Linked DNA regions of Sus scrofa: region 1 is linked to region 2. The links are chromatin contacts, called in public promoter capture Hi-C maps. All regions are on one chromosome and are shown on one strand. The core of a region is the stretch at or near the end of the contact, and the rest is flanking DNA. Distances in the headings are between cores, read along the strand shown. Region 1 holds the start of CCT8 (T-complex protein 1 subunit theta). Region 2 holds the start of N6AMT1 (hemK methyltransferase family member 2).

Region 1 (6,122 bases), core at 41-2,540, 170 kb after region 2:
TCTTTTTTAATTGATCTCCCTGATGCTTCCTTTATTTTTAGAAGCAGACTTTCCTATTTCCTTTATCACTATTTGAAATTATCCTTGTTTAGTTGCTCATTTATTATTTCTGCCTCAGAAGAATAAAAACTGAAAATTTTCAGCCTTTTAAAAAGTGAGCAATGTTGTTTTCAGAAAAGCTCTTTCAGCAATATTTACATTAGACCTTGATACTTACTTGATGTTCACATTATCCCAAAAGTGCATCCTGCCAACAAGAACCCAGTTCCCTAAAACGGTTAGGGTTAAGTGGAACCACACTCATCTATGTTCCTTCAATTAAATACAAAAAATTGGGGGACAAATGAAGGAACATTACTTTTTGAACACAAGAGATACATTTATTCAGTGCTTTAAGATGTTTTTAAAAGACTATGCTTTTGAAATTACGTCCAAGACCTCACCATAACAAAGTAGTTTTACATAGGCCAGGGAGTCACTTAAACCTTTTAGGTTACAACTCCTTTCGTCCAGTCTCAATTTTATATGTATGAGGAAAGCAAGACCCAAAAGGATGTTTTACACTGAGCTAGCTAACCTAAGCTGGGGCCACAAATCACTCGGATTGTAATTAATGTTTATCCTACTATAATGCACTACTTCTGCGAACTAAATGGGGAGCCCTCTGCTCTCATTTGGAAGAAAGCTATCAAGACTGTCCTCCCCTCTGCACCACCCACTCCTTCAACTGTGTCAAGCGGTTTCGCCGTTCCAAAGCAATTTCACCAGCTTCACGTTCTAAAGGAGCGCCTCATCATCGCCGTTTTACCGAAGGATAAAAAAACGCACGGGGCGGACGTCACGCCTGACCCGCTATAAAACGCGAAATATAAAACGCGAAGCCTGCGGCCTCGTCCCCCACTCGCCGCCTCTGCCCCCTCGACCCTTCCAGGGGTCGGTAAAGAACCGAAATTCCTGCGGGCCTCCGCGGCCGAGCCCTCCCAAGAACACCTCCCTTTCTGGAATCTTCTCTCCCTCCGACCGCCGTGTCGTGGAAGCATGCCCGGCCCGTTAGTAGGCCTTTCTCCTTCGCCACGACCGCCGCAGCCCTGTGCCGACTCTCCCACCTCACTCCCCCTTCCTCCTTTTCTTACCTTCGCTCCTTCTTTGAGCATCTGGGCAAAGCCCGGAGCCTTGGGGACGTGAAGCGCCATGGCCAGACGGCAGGTAGCTATTCACGCGCCCGCTCAGAAGATCCCGGAGGAAGTGAGGGGCGCGCACAGCCTCCTGGGAACGCAGCGTGCGGCGGCCTCACGCTCCGCCTTTCTCTCCAGCCGGGCCGCCCCTTCCCGAGTCGCCTGTAGTGAAGCATCGCGAGAAGGAGCAGTTCGCGTAGCCAGACTGAAATGAGGATCCTCGATCAGGTCGATTGATGGGCGGGCCGGGGGCGTGAGCTCTCCACCTTCCGGCCGTCGCACGCGCAGGTTGCCGGACAGCTGTGGCTCGCTCGGGTTTTTCCTTCCGTAGGCTGCTGCCTGGGATGTTTGAGTTTTATCAGTTCGTACCTGCAAGCCGTGCCTTTACAAAATTGTCTTCCTTGTAACCTTCCAGACCTTCCTACAACATCAGGGCAGGTGTGCCCTTTTCTTTTTTCTGAGGCAGAGCACCTCAGAATCTACCGTTAAGCGTGTTCCCTGCTGTATAAGCTCTGGGGACTTGAAATTGGTAAATAAAACCTCTAAGGACAGCTGCATACTGATTACTCCTATGCTGCAGGCTCTGTGCTATTTGCTTTACACGCAGTATCTTAGCTAATGGTTAATCTTACAAGGTAATTCTTATTTCTGTTTTTTGTTTGGCTTTTAGGTTTTGTTTGTTTTTGCTTTTTAGGGCCGCACCCGCTGGCATATGGAGGTTCCCCAGGCTAGGGCTCCAACTGGGGCTACAGCTGCCGGCCTATGCCACAGCCACAGCATTGGGATCAGAGCTGCGTCTGTGACCTACACCACCGCTTCTGGCAACACGGGATTCTTAACCGACTGAGCAAGGCCGGGGATCAAGCCTGCAACCTCATGGTTCCCAGTCGGATTCGTTTCCACTGTGCCACAACAGGAACTTCCGTTTTTTGGTGGTTTTTTTGTTTGTTTGTTTGTTTTTTCTTTTATCTTTTAGGGCCTCACCTGGGGCTAGGGGTGGAATCCGAGCTACAGCTGCTGACCTACACCACAGCCGCAGCAACGCCAGATCCAAGCCGTGTCTGTGGAAAATCAGGGATGCTTAACCCACTGAGCGGGGCTAGGATTCGAACCTGCCTCCTCATGGACGCTAGTCAGATTTGTTTCTGCTGAGCCACGACGGGAACTCCTTTTATTTCCGTTTGATAGAAGGGGAATTTGCAGTTTACAAAGGACGATTTGTGCAAGATCACAGCACTAGTAATGCTAATGCTAGGATTCCTACCCAGATCAAGTTGATTGCAATATGCACATTGTTAACCAACTACATTACTCTTTCTTGCTTTTTCTTGGAAATATAAATCCCTTTTACTCTCACAGAATCCTTTAAAACCTAACCTCTCTGTCTAACTACGTCAACACATGGCTGATTTAAAAAAAATTAAATGGTAATAGAATGTGAAAGTAATCCACTCTTTTGCTGAAAATACAAAAAAAAAAAAAAAGTGGAGCAGAACTTTGGCTGGACTTTTGTTCTTTGCTTGAACACTTGCGAATGACTTATTTCCCTTAAATTGGGACAAATTTAGTGTACTTTAAGGAGTAATCATGTGTCAAGTGTATTCATTATAACTTTTTCTAATGAACACCGAAAATACATATGTACTAAAAAATACTTTTAAGGTTCTCCTGTGGTGCAGTGGGTTAAGGATCCAGGGCATTATCACTGCAGTAGCTTGGGTCCCTGCTGTGGCACCAACTGGATCCTTGGTCCTGGAACTTACACATGCCCCAGGTGCAGCTAAACAAAAACAAAAACAAACCAAAAAACCCAAAACTTGCCACGTCACTCAAATCAAATGCTATGTGAACTACCTGTTGGAAAACATAAGAGTTTAGCAATTCTCAGTATTGTTTAGGGACATCCTGAGATTTTTCTTACGGATTCCCTAAGAAATAAAAACTCATTTGTCTAACTCAAAGAGAGCATTGCTGATAAACATAACCAACACACACACACACAACCTGAAAGGGGTTAAAAATGACATGATGAAATTTTAATCAAAATGACTAAGGCGTCAAATCTTGTTTTGTTTTATTTTTTCTTTTAAGGGCGGCTCGCTGGGGCATATGAAAGTTCCCAGGCTAGGGGTTGAATTAGAGCCACGGCTGCTGGGCTACACCACAGCCACAGCAATGCAGGATCCGAGCTGCATCTGCAACCTACACCACAGCTCCTGGCAATGCCAGATCCTTAACCCACTGAGCGAGACCAGGGTTCGAACCCAAGTCCTCATGGATCCTAGTTGGGTTCGTTAACCACTGAGTCACCAGGGGAACTCCTAAGTCATCAAATCTTGATAAGGACACTGGAAGAGAGCTCGAGGGTAAAAGTATTGATGAGTCATGTTTTCATGGAAAGTTTGTAATAAAAATTGATCTTAATTAATTTTAGTAAATTAAGGAAATGGACAGGATTGAAATCAAAATTTTCTATTTGGTAATTTGTCAAGGGTTATATTGATCTAATTAAGAAGAATGCTATTTAGATAAAAATTCATTGATTTTTCTATTATTTGGGTTAAATGGTGTATTCATAATTATGGAATCAAATATCAAGGGCAAAATTTCCACTGAATGCAAAGAGCAGGTCAAATCCTTTGCCCAGAATAGAAAATAAGCAGGAATCCTCAGTGTGACTTCAAGGCCTAGGTTCTGGTCCCTGCTTACAGCACATGTATCTGCCCTCTTGACCTTCTTCTCTGAATAGTTCATTCTGTCTGCTTTACCTCTTCTGCTTCATGGTCTCATTTTATTTATTTACTTATTTTTTGCTGCCCTGTGCCACGTGGAGTTCCCAGGCCAGAGGTCAAATCTGAGCCATAGCTGCAATCTAAGCTGTGGCTGCAACAACACGGAATCCTTAACCCACTGCACTGGGCTGTGGATCTAACCTGCATTCCAGCACTCAGGAGACTGCCAATCCCATTGTGCCACTTTGGGAAGTCCTGCTTCAGGGTCGCATCCTACTTTTTTTTTTTTTTTTTTTTGTCTTTTTAGGGCCGAATCTATGGCATATGGAAGTTCCTAGGCTAAGGGTCAAATAAGAGCTGCAGCTGCCAGCCTACACCACAGCCACAGCAAATTGGGATCTGAGCCATGTCTGCAGCCTATACACAGCTCACGGCAACATCGGATCCTTAACCCCTTGAGCAAGGCCAGGGATCGAACCTGCATCCATGGATACTAGTCGGATTCATTAACTGCCGAGCCACGATGGGAACTCCCAGGGTTTCAACTTTTGTTGTTTTTTATTAGAATGTTCTTCTGCTCCCTTTTGACTGAGTTAATATTGCTTCAGTAAACAGACACTTAGGTTAGAAAGTCTTTGATGACACCCAAGATAGTCCCTGTTAGTCATTCTCACAGATCCTCTGCTTCTCCATTCATAGCACTTACCATAGCTGTAGTGACAAAATTGATTACAAGCTTTCCTAACAGGTAGGTAGGTAAGTACTGTATCATTAGCACCTATCACTGGATGTTGCATGAAGTAGAGACTTAATGGATGAGTAAATGAGTGTCCTAAGAGAAGACCAAAGAATTGGGAGATAAGATTTCTTTCTTTTTCTTTTCTTTTTTTTGGTTTCATCCATGGCATGGAAGTTCCAGGACCAGGGATTGAACCCGAGCTGCAGCAGTGACCCTAGCTGCTGCAGTGACAACACCAGTCCCTTAACCTGCTGCACCACAGAACTCTTGGAGATGAGGTTTCTATTCATCCCTTCTGGATTTACATGCTTTAAAACCAGAGAACAACACACAGCAATCAGGAGAGTGTCCCCAGGAGTCTGAAAAAGGAGACACAGTTCAGTCCCTAGCATTCTCTATGTTCATAGGAACCCTTTCTGTCCTAATTAATTTATATGATAGATCAGATAAGATTTGCCTTGATACCTGTATGCCCTTCTCAGATTGCCCACTGTCTGCTTGCGTGTTGGACCACATTTCTGTCATTTGGGGTTTTAATTTATTCTGTGAACTTCATAGTGGGAAGAACCGTGTAAACACCTGGTCTGTGTTTAACATCTTTAAAACTCAAACCACCAAATGACAGATTTCTCTTCCCATGAACAATTTCTACTGGGACATGTTGAATGGTAAATTCCTTACCAACTTCATTTGCATGGAGGCTGCTCATTCTGAAAGGTAATGCATGGGATAAGTCTGGAGAGGTCACTTCCCACCTCTCTGGGAGTGGTATATGAGTTAGGCTCTTCCGAGTTGCAAGGAAAGGAAATGCTGAGATCATTTTAGAGGATGTGGGTTATTAAGGATTACAAAAAGGTAAGACATTGCACAATTGTCCTGGAGCCAGATGACTGTTAGGGTATACCACCACAGGTTGGGTGACCTTAAGGAATGCTTTGCAGCTGTTTTGTATGAAAATCGGCTGTGCAGGTGGCCCACAGAGTTTTATAAGTAGTCCAGTCAATCGGCCAAGGCTATGCTGTAGTTAGTAGCTTCCTTAAAGTCTTTCAGAATCAAGGCAAAGTAAAAAGAAATGAAATGCATAGTTCATCGCTCTTCGGTTTTTACCGTTCTGAGACGGGAGATCTTGGACTGTATGAAAATGGTCATTTTCCCCTTACTTTAAACGTTGGCTTCGTTGTTCAGTTGCCTATTTATGGCTGGCCATAATTGAGCTGCTTAGGTTATGGGGGTGAGAGAGGTAAAATGGAGGGAGGGAGAACATTTAACTTCTACTAGTGACACCTTAGATCTCTAGAGATTGATGAAATCTGTATCTTAGTTGACTTGAGAGAGAAGCTTCCCTACAGCTTTCATGAGTGGATTGATGAGAAACTAAAACTGTTTATCTGTCCCTCACTTAGTAAAATTAGAAATTACTGCCCCAGTTCCTCTGATGGACGTGCTAGCTTGTGCAGTCTTGTTTTGCAGAGGCCA
Region 2 (5,778 bases), core at 1,151-3,650:
CTCCATATATCATGGGTGTGGCCCTAAAGAAAAAAAAAAAGAAAGAATGGACGGATAAGCATTGAGTTCCTACTGCATAGCACAGGGAACCATGTCCGGTCTCTTGGGATAGGCCATACATATATATAGACGTCACGAGACATGTTTCTACAATATTTTTTTAACCCTCTTTGCTGAAAACTCCATCTTGTCCTGCTTTACTCTATCCCGTCTTCCTGCTTTACTTTATCCCATCTTCCTGCTTGAAAAACAGTCACAGTGCTGCTAAATGACTTAAGCTTAAGAACAAAGACCTAAAGGCATAAGCTATTCATAGGGTCAGCTGAATGAGGACATAATGTGTTGGTCTAGGCACACCAGACCTGTGCAGATTGGCACGCTGTTTGCACAAGCATGATATATCCTCTAAGGAATAAGAGAAAGAGTGAACCTCAAGGCCAAGTGGTTTAGGAGCGGTTGTTAGCAGAACATGCATTAGCAAAGAGAACCAAGGTGCAAGCCTAGGCATGCAGGGTTGCTGCAATTAGGCATGCTCTTTGTGGAAGCACAGAGAGGATTCTCTGGAATGCTATGCATAGCTAACTCAAATGCTAATGATTATTATGTGCCTAAAGGTCAGAGTAAAAGCTTAACCTTTTACCAGCTAAATGGCTTTTAAAGTAATAAAAGAACTTATAAAATAGTAAACCCTATATTCTCTACCCATGGCCCCTCCTCACTTGAGAACAATAAAAGCGGTGTGGTTTCTTGAGGTGGGGCTTTTGGTCCCTGAGACCTTGTGTCCCCTGGTTCCCACTTTTACTTAAAATAAATGTCTCTGTGTCTTGTTTTATGTTAACTTTACTCCTTAAGTTTCACAGCACCCGTTCTTCAGCCCCATCCTGCTCAGCTGGTCTTGGCATATAGACATATATATATGTATATATGTATGATTGGGTCACTTTGCTGTACAGCAGGAATTGGCACAACATTATAAATCACCCAAAATTCTTAAAAAATGTAATACAAATAAATAAATAAAATGGCTTTACTGCCACTCCAAAAGAATAAAATAAAGTGTAGTTTTGAGGGTTGCAGCCTCAGTAATTCAGTAATATGTTCAATTAAAGAGATGATATGATAAGATGGTGTAGGGGGCGCTGTAGTGAGCCACCCAGATTCCTCTTTATGGACCAAGGCACTCAACCTACCCCCTGTTGGCTGCCGACAGTTCTCAGCCAAGTCTCTTCCCAGGAACTGTCTTCAGGAAAAAGAAATGCTTGCCCAAGTTTACATCCTCTCTTCAAAGGCACACAGGTCCTCTTACTTGAAGTTCCATGTAAGGACAGCTGAGGCCTTGGTTGCAACTGCATCATGGCTCAGCTTCTCCCTTTGCTCTACCCTGCTTCTCTCTCCCTCACAGATATTGTTTCTTAGAGAATTTTGGCAATAAACTTCCCATACACATACCTCCACATCGAGTCTGTTTCAGGTAGTCCAATCTAAGACAGATGGAAGGAATAAAAATAAAAAGACCTGCAGTTCCTGATGTGGCTCAGTGGGCTAAGGACCCAACCCGTTGTCTCTGTGGCCTGGGAATTTCCATATTCCATGCGTGTGGCCTTAAAAAGAAAAAAAGAACAACATAAGGCCATTTGCAGCAACATAGTTGCAACTAGAGATTATCATGTTAAGTAAGTCAGAAAGAGAAAGACAAATACCAATCCAAAATATGACACAAATGAACCTATCTACAAAGCAGAAACAACTCATAGACATAGAGAACAGATTTGTGGTTGCCAAGGGGAAGGGGGAGGGAGTGGGATGGACTGGAGGTTTGGAGTTAGTAGATGTGAACTATTACATTTCGAATGGATAGGCAATGAGGTCCCACTGTATGGTACAGGGAACTGCATCCAATCTCCTGGGACAGAGCATGATGGAAGATAGTATGAGAAAAGGAATGCGTATGTATCTATGGCTGGATCACTTTGCTGTACAGCAGAAATTGGCACAATATTTCAAATAACTGTAATTATAAAAATGAAAAAAAATGTGTATACATTACAACACTGTTGACCCATTCTGGGCTGAATCCCAGGAGATTACTGTAAAAGCTAGAAAAAGTCATGTTTAAGGAAGCCAATTACAGTATTTTTCATAATAGTGAAAACGTGGAAAAAACTAAATGCTTACCAATTGATATTGGTCATTCCAGACAGAATTTTTTTTTTTTTTTTTTTTTTTTTTGTCTTTTCTAAGGCCACTACCTCGGCATATGGAGATTCCCAGGCTAGGGGTCTACTCGGAGCTGTAGCCGCAGGCCTACGCCAGAGCCACAGCAACACGGGATCCGAGCTGCGTCTGCAACCTACACCACAGCTCACGTCAACGCCGGATCCTTAACCCACTGAGCAAATTTTATTCACAAATTTCAAAAATTGACTTAAAAAGAATGCAAATATCTGAATAGTCTAATAACGTATAGGGTATGCCCCAAAACATCAGAGAAGCACGAAGCCAAATCAATATCATAGGTAGTTCTACCATATGTTCCAGAAACAATGACCAAAGGATAGCATAACCCTGATAAGAAACAGAGCTAGACCATTACCATTCCAAATACAGCAGTGCATTAAAAGAAAAATATATCAATCTTGCTTGAGTGAGGTTTATAAAATTCACCAGTCAACAGGCACTTTTTGTAACATACGACACTGAAAAATGAAATAAAGGAAAAAATTCTTAATCTTAAGGCTGAAAGTTGACAGTTCAACTGATGTAGGAGAAATAAAAGGTAAAATTTAGTAACCATTCCATCATGTTTTTTTTTTTCAAATCTTTGCAAACTAGGAATAGAAAATGTGTAGATGCTGAATAAGGAGGGGGATAAAACATTCCCCTTAACCAAAAACAATAGAAGATGCCTCTACGTGCTCCATAAAATAAAGTAAGTTTTAATATTCTAAAGAAGAAAGCAAATGTCTGTAGTTGCAGAGTATGCAACTTTCTACTTAAAATTTCCGACAGCAGCTACTAACAACCTGCGAGCTAAGCGACTCTCCGCCCCGGTGCCCCGCCTCCACCGGCGGGCTGGCGCCTTTGCACGTACGCATGCGCACTTCTGGCGCTTGCGCGTGAGGAGGAAGCGAGAATATGGCGGCCCGGCCCCGAGCTTCCCCACGCCGGAGTACGGGCATGTGGGTCGTGGCGTCTTCAGCGACGTGTACGAGCCCGCGGAGGACACGTTTCTGCTGCTGGACGCTCTTGAGGCGGCGGGGCCGAATTCTCAGGGTGCGAGGAGGGCGAGGGTCCCCGCGGGAGAGGGCGAGGGAGTCCTGGCGAGGCGGCGGCGGAGGACCAAGGCAAGGACTGTCGCCGCCCTCCCCGGGAGGAGGCGGTGTCGGCCCGCTTGGCGACCAGCACACCGTACCTGAGGATTTTCCCGTAGAGAGACGTAAGCAGTGTGGCAAGCATCTATCCGCTTTTGCCAAGGTGATGTCTTGGTTCCCGGAGGCCCCGTGCTTCCTTACCACGCCAGGATGTATTTTTACCTTTCAGCTGTTAGTCTGGAGGGTATGTCCCCCTACGAGGAGCGGTATTGTGACACATTCAAAAACAAAACTTTCCGAAAGCACTGCTTGAAAAAATTGTTAGGACATTTTTAGTAAATATCAATTTTTAGGAAGTATCTATGCTGCGTGGCACTGTTTAATTTACTCGGTGCTTAAAAGCATCCTCTAGCAGTGGAGGGGTGCAGAAAATGAAACGAGGGTGTGAAGTATTGGCGAGGGTGTGTAGGGGAGTGTATTTAAGCCCACTGAATAGCATACTCAGCTGTGTGGCACCAGCCCTTAGCCACATGTAGCTCCTGAAGTGAGACTAGTACTGAATTTTTCATTTAATTGTAAAAAAATGTAAAGTAAAATGCAGGTAGCCGCCTATAGAATTTACCCGAACACCCAGTAAAGTATTAAAATTGACTTTTTTAAGTACTCAGTGTAAATTATAAATTAATATGAAAAGAGTGAATATCTACATTGTCCTTTTTTTTTTTTTCAATGAAAGACATTTGGGTAATTGATTTGGAGATCAAAACTTGAAATGGGTTTTCTCAGGATGAAACTGAGCTGTCATCTTCCAAAATCCGTATTATATTTGTTTCTGTTGGTCAGATTTTTCCATATATAAAATGCCCCAGCCCTTATTAAACTAGTTTTTCATTAGAAATAGTAGAACTTTTGGACATACTGGAATATAGAATGGAACAGTACTGTTTTTGTTTTATAACTTGTCTTTTATTCTCAAGATACCCCAGAAAGATTTACAAGCACAAATTGCCTTGCAAAGTATGCTGTAAAAGGAGTTGATTTTGTTTTAAAGCCTTGGATATTTCTGATCTTGGAATTCTAATTGTTTATGAGGGCATGATAGTTATTTTCAAATAGAAGCCGCCTGGTAGGATTCAAAAGACTTCCTCCAGCACAATAAAGGCTTGTCTGATATGGAATGGTTCCAAAAGTTAGAAACCCCTAGAGTTTGTTGTTTTTGAGAGTTGTTGGGGAAGGTAGTGCTAGAGAGGCCCCTAAGTCCCATCCAGCCTTTTTCTGTAATGGGGATAATGGGGCCTTTGATGGATATATAAGATTATAGGCAAGGACAAATACAGTAAATCCAGAATTTACTATATTCAAGAGCACTCTTAAGAATATTATTAACATTCTAAGATCAGATACTTGGATATTTCCCAATTTAGTGAAGAGGTATACAAATTTGGAACTTCTTTGCCTAAGTCTGTTTATTAGTAGAATGGGGGAACTTTGCTTTCTCTGGGATATGCTGATGGATTTATGATTACTTCAGTTTTTTGGGTTTATTTATTTATTTATATTGCTTTTCAGGGCCACATTTGTGGCATTTGGAAGTTCCCAGGCCAGGTGTTGAATTGGAGCTACAGCTGCAGCTGCCAGCCTACACCACAGGCACAACAACTCAGGATTCAAGCAGCATCTGCGACCTACACCACAGCTCATAGCAACGCAGGATCCCCAACCCACCAACCAAGGCCAGGGATCGAACCCCAAATCATCATGGATACTAGTCAGATTCGTTTCTGTTGCACCACAACAGGAGCTCCTGAATTACTTTATGATTTTTTTTTTTTTTTTGTCTTTTTAGGGCCACAGCCATGGCATATGGAGGTTCCCAGGCTAGGGGTCCAATTGGAGCTGTGGCTGCTGGCCTACACCACAACCACAGCAATGCCAGATCCTTAACCCACTGAGCGAGGCCAGGGACTGAACCTACAACCTCATGGTTCCTAGTCGGATTTGGTTCGCTACGCTGAGACGGGAACTCCCAGGAGCTCCTGAATTACTTTAAAATGATAAAGAAAATAATTGTTCATATGTGAATTTTAATAGTACTAACCCTAGCATTTTAGGAAATACCAAGTTTGGAGCTCCTTGTGAGAAGGGCTGATGTCTTCCATATTAATATTTCCAATCCTTAATTAATGTTCTATAGTTTTTTATGTAATGTTTTATAGAAAAATTGAAAACTATTATATTACTATTTTACAGGCTTAAATTACAAAATTTTAAGTTTTGAGCTCTGCGATATTAAAGAAGCAAAAAGTGGTTATCAGAATTAGCTTATTTATAAATTTTTTATACTTCTATACATGTTGCAGGTGAAGGATGCTAGAGAATCCACATTAAAAGCAGCATGCTTTGTTTTCTCTTATGTATATTTTAATACAACTGTATAATACTTACTCTATTTTGGTTTTTTAGAGTG

The links. Promoter capture Hi-C pulls out the DNA fragments that hold promoters and counts their contacts.
Region 1: a promoter capture Hi-C map of liver shows a contact between it and region 2, with 2.9 times the contacts expected there. The contact joins the promoter of CCT8 here to the promoter of N6AMT1 in region 2. A contact is called at or near these places in 1 of 5 promoter capture datasets (liver) and 2 of 2 datasets of contacts at active chromatin or transcription factors (alveolar macrophages and skeletal muscle).

Annotation. Positions count from the first base shown.
Region 1 is chr13:192,422,176-192,428,297 of Sscrofa11.1, forward strand. CCT8 (T-complex protein 1 subunit theta) reads right to left here and starts at 1,291. Exons shown (of 16, transcript XM_003358899.4): 1 at 1,134-1,291. The coding sequence starts at 1,193.
Region 2 is chr13:192,246,111-192,251,888 of Sscrofa11.1, forward strand. N6AMT1 (hemK methyltransferase family member 2) reads left to right here and starts at 2,401. Exons shown (of 6, transcript XM_021070868.1): 1 at 2,401-3,273; 2 at 3,377-3,379; 3 at 5,777-5,778. The coding sequence starts at 2,961.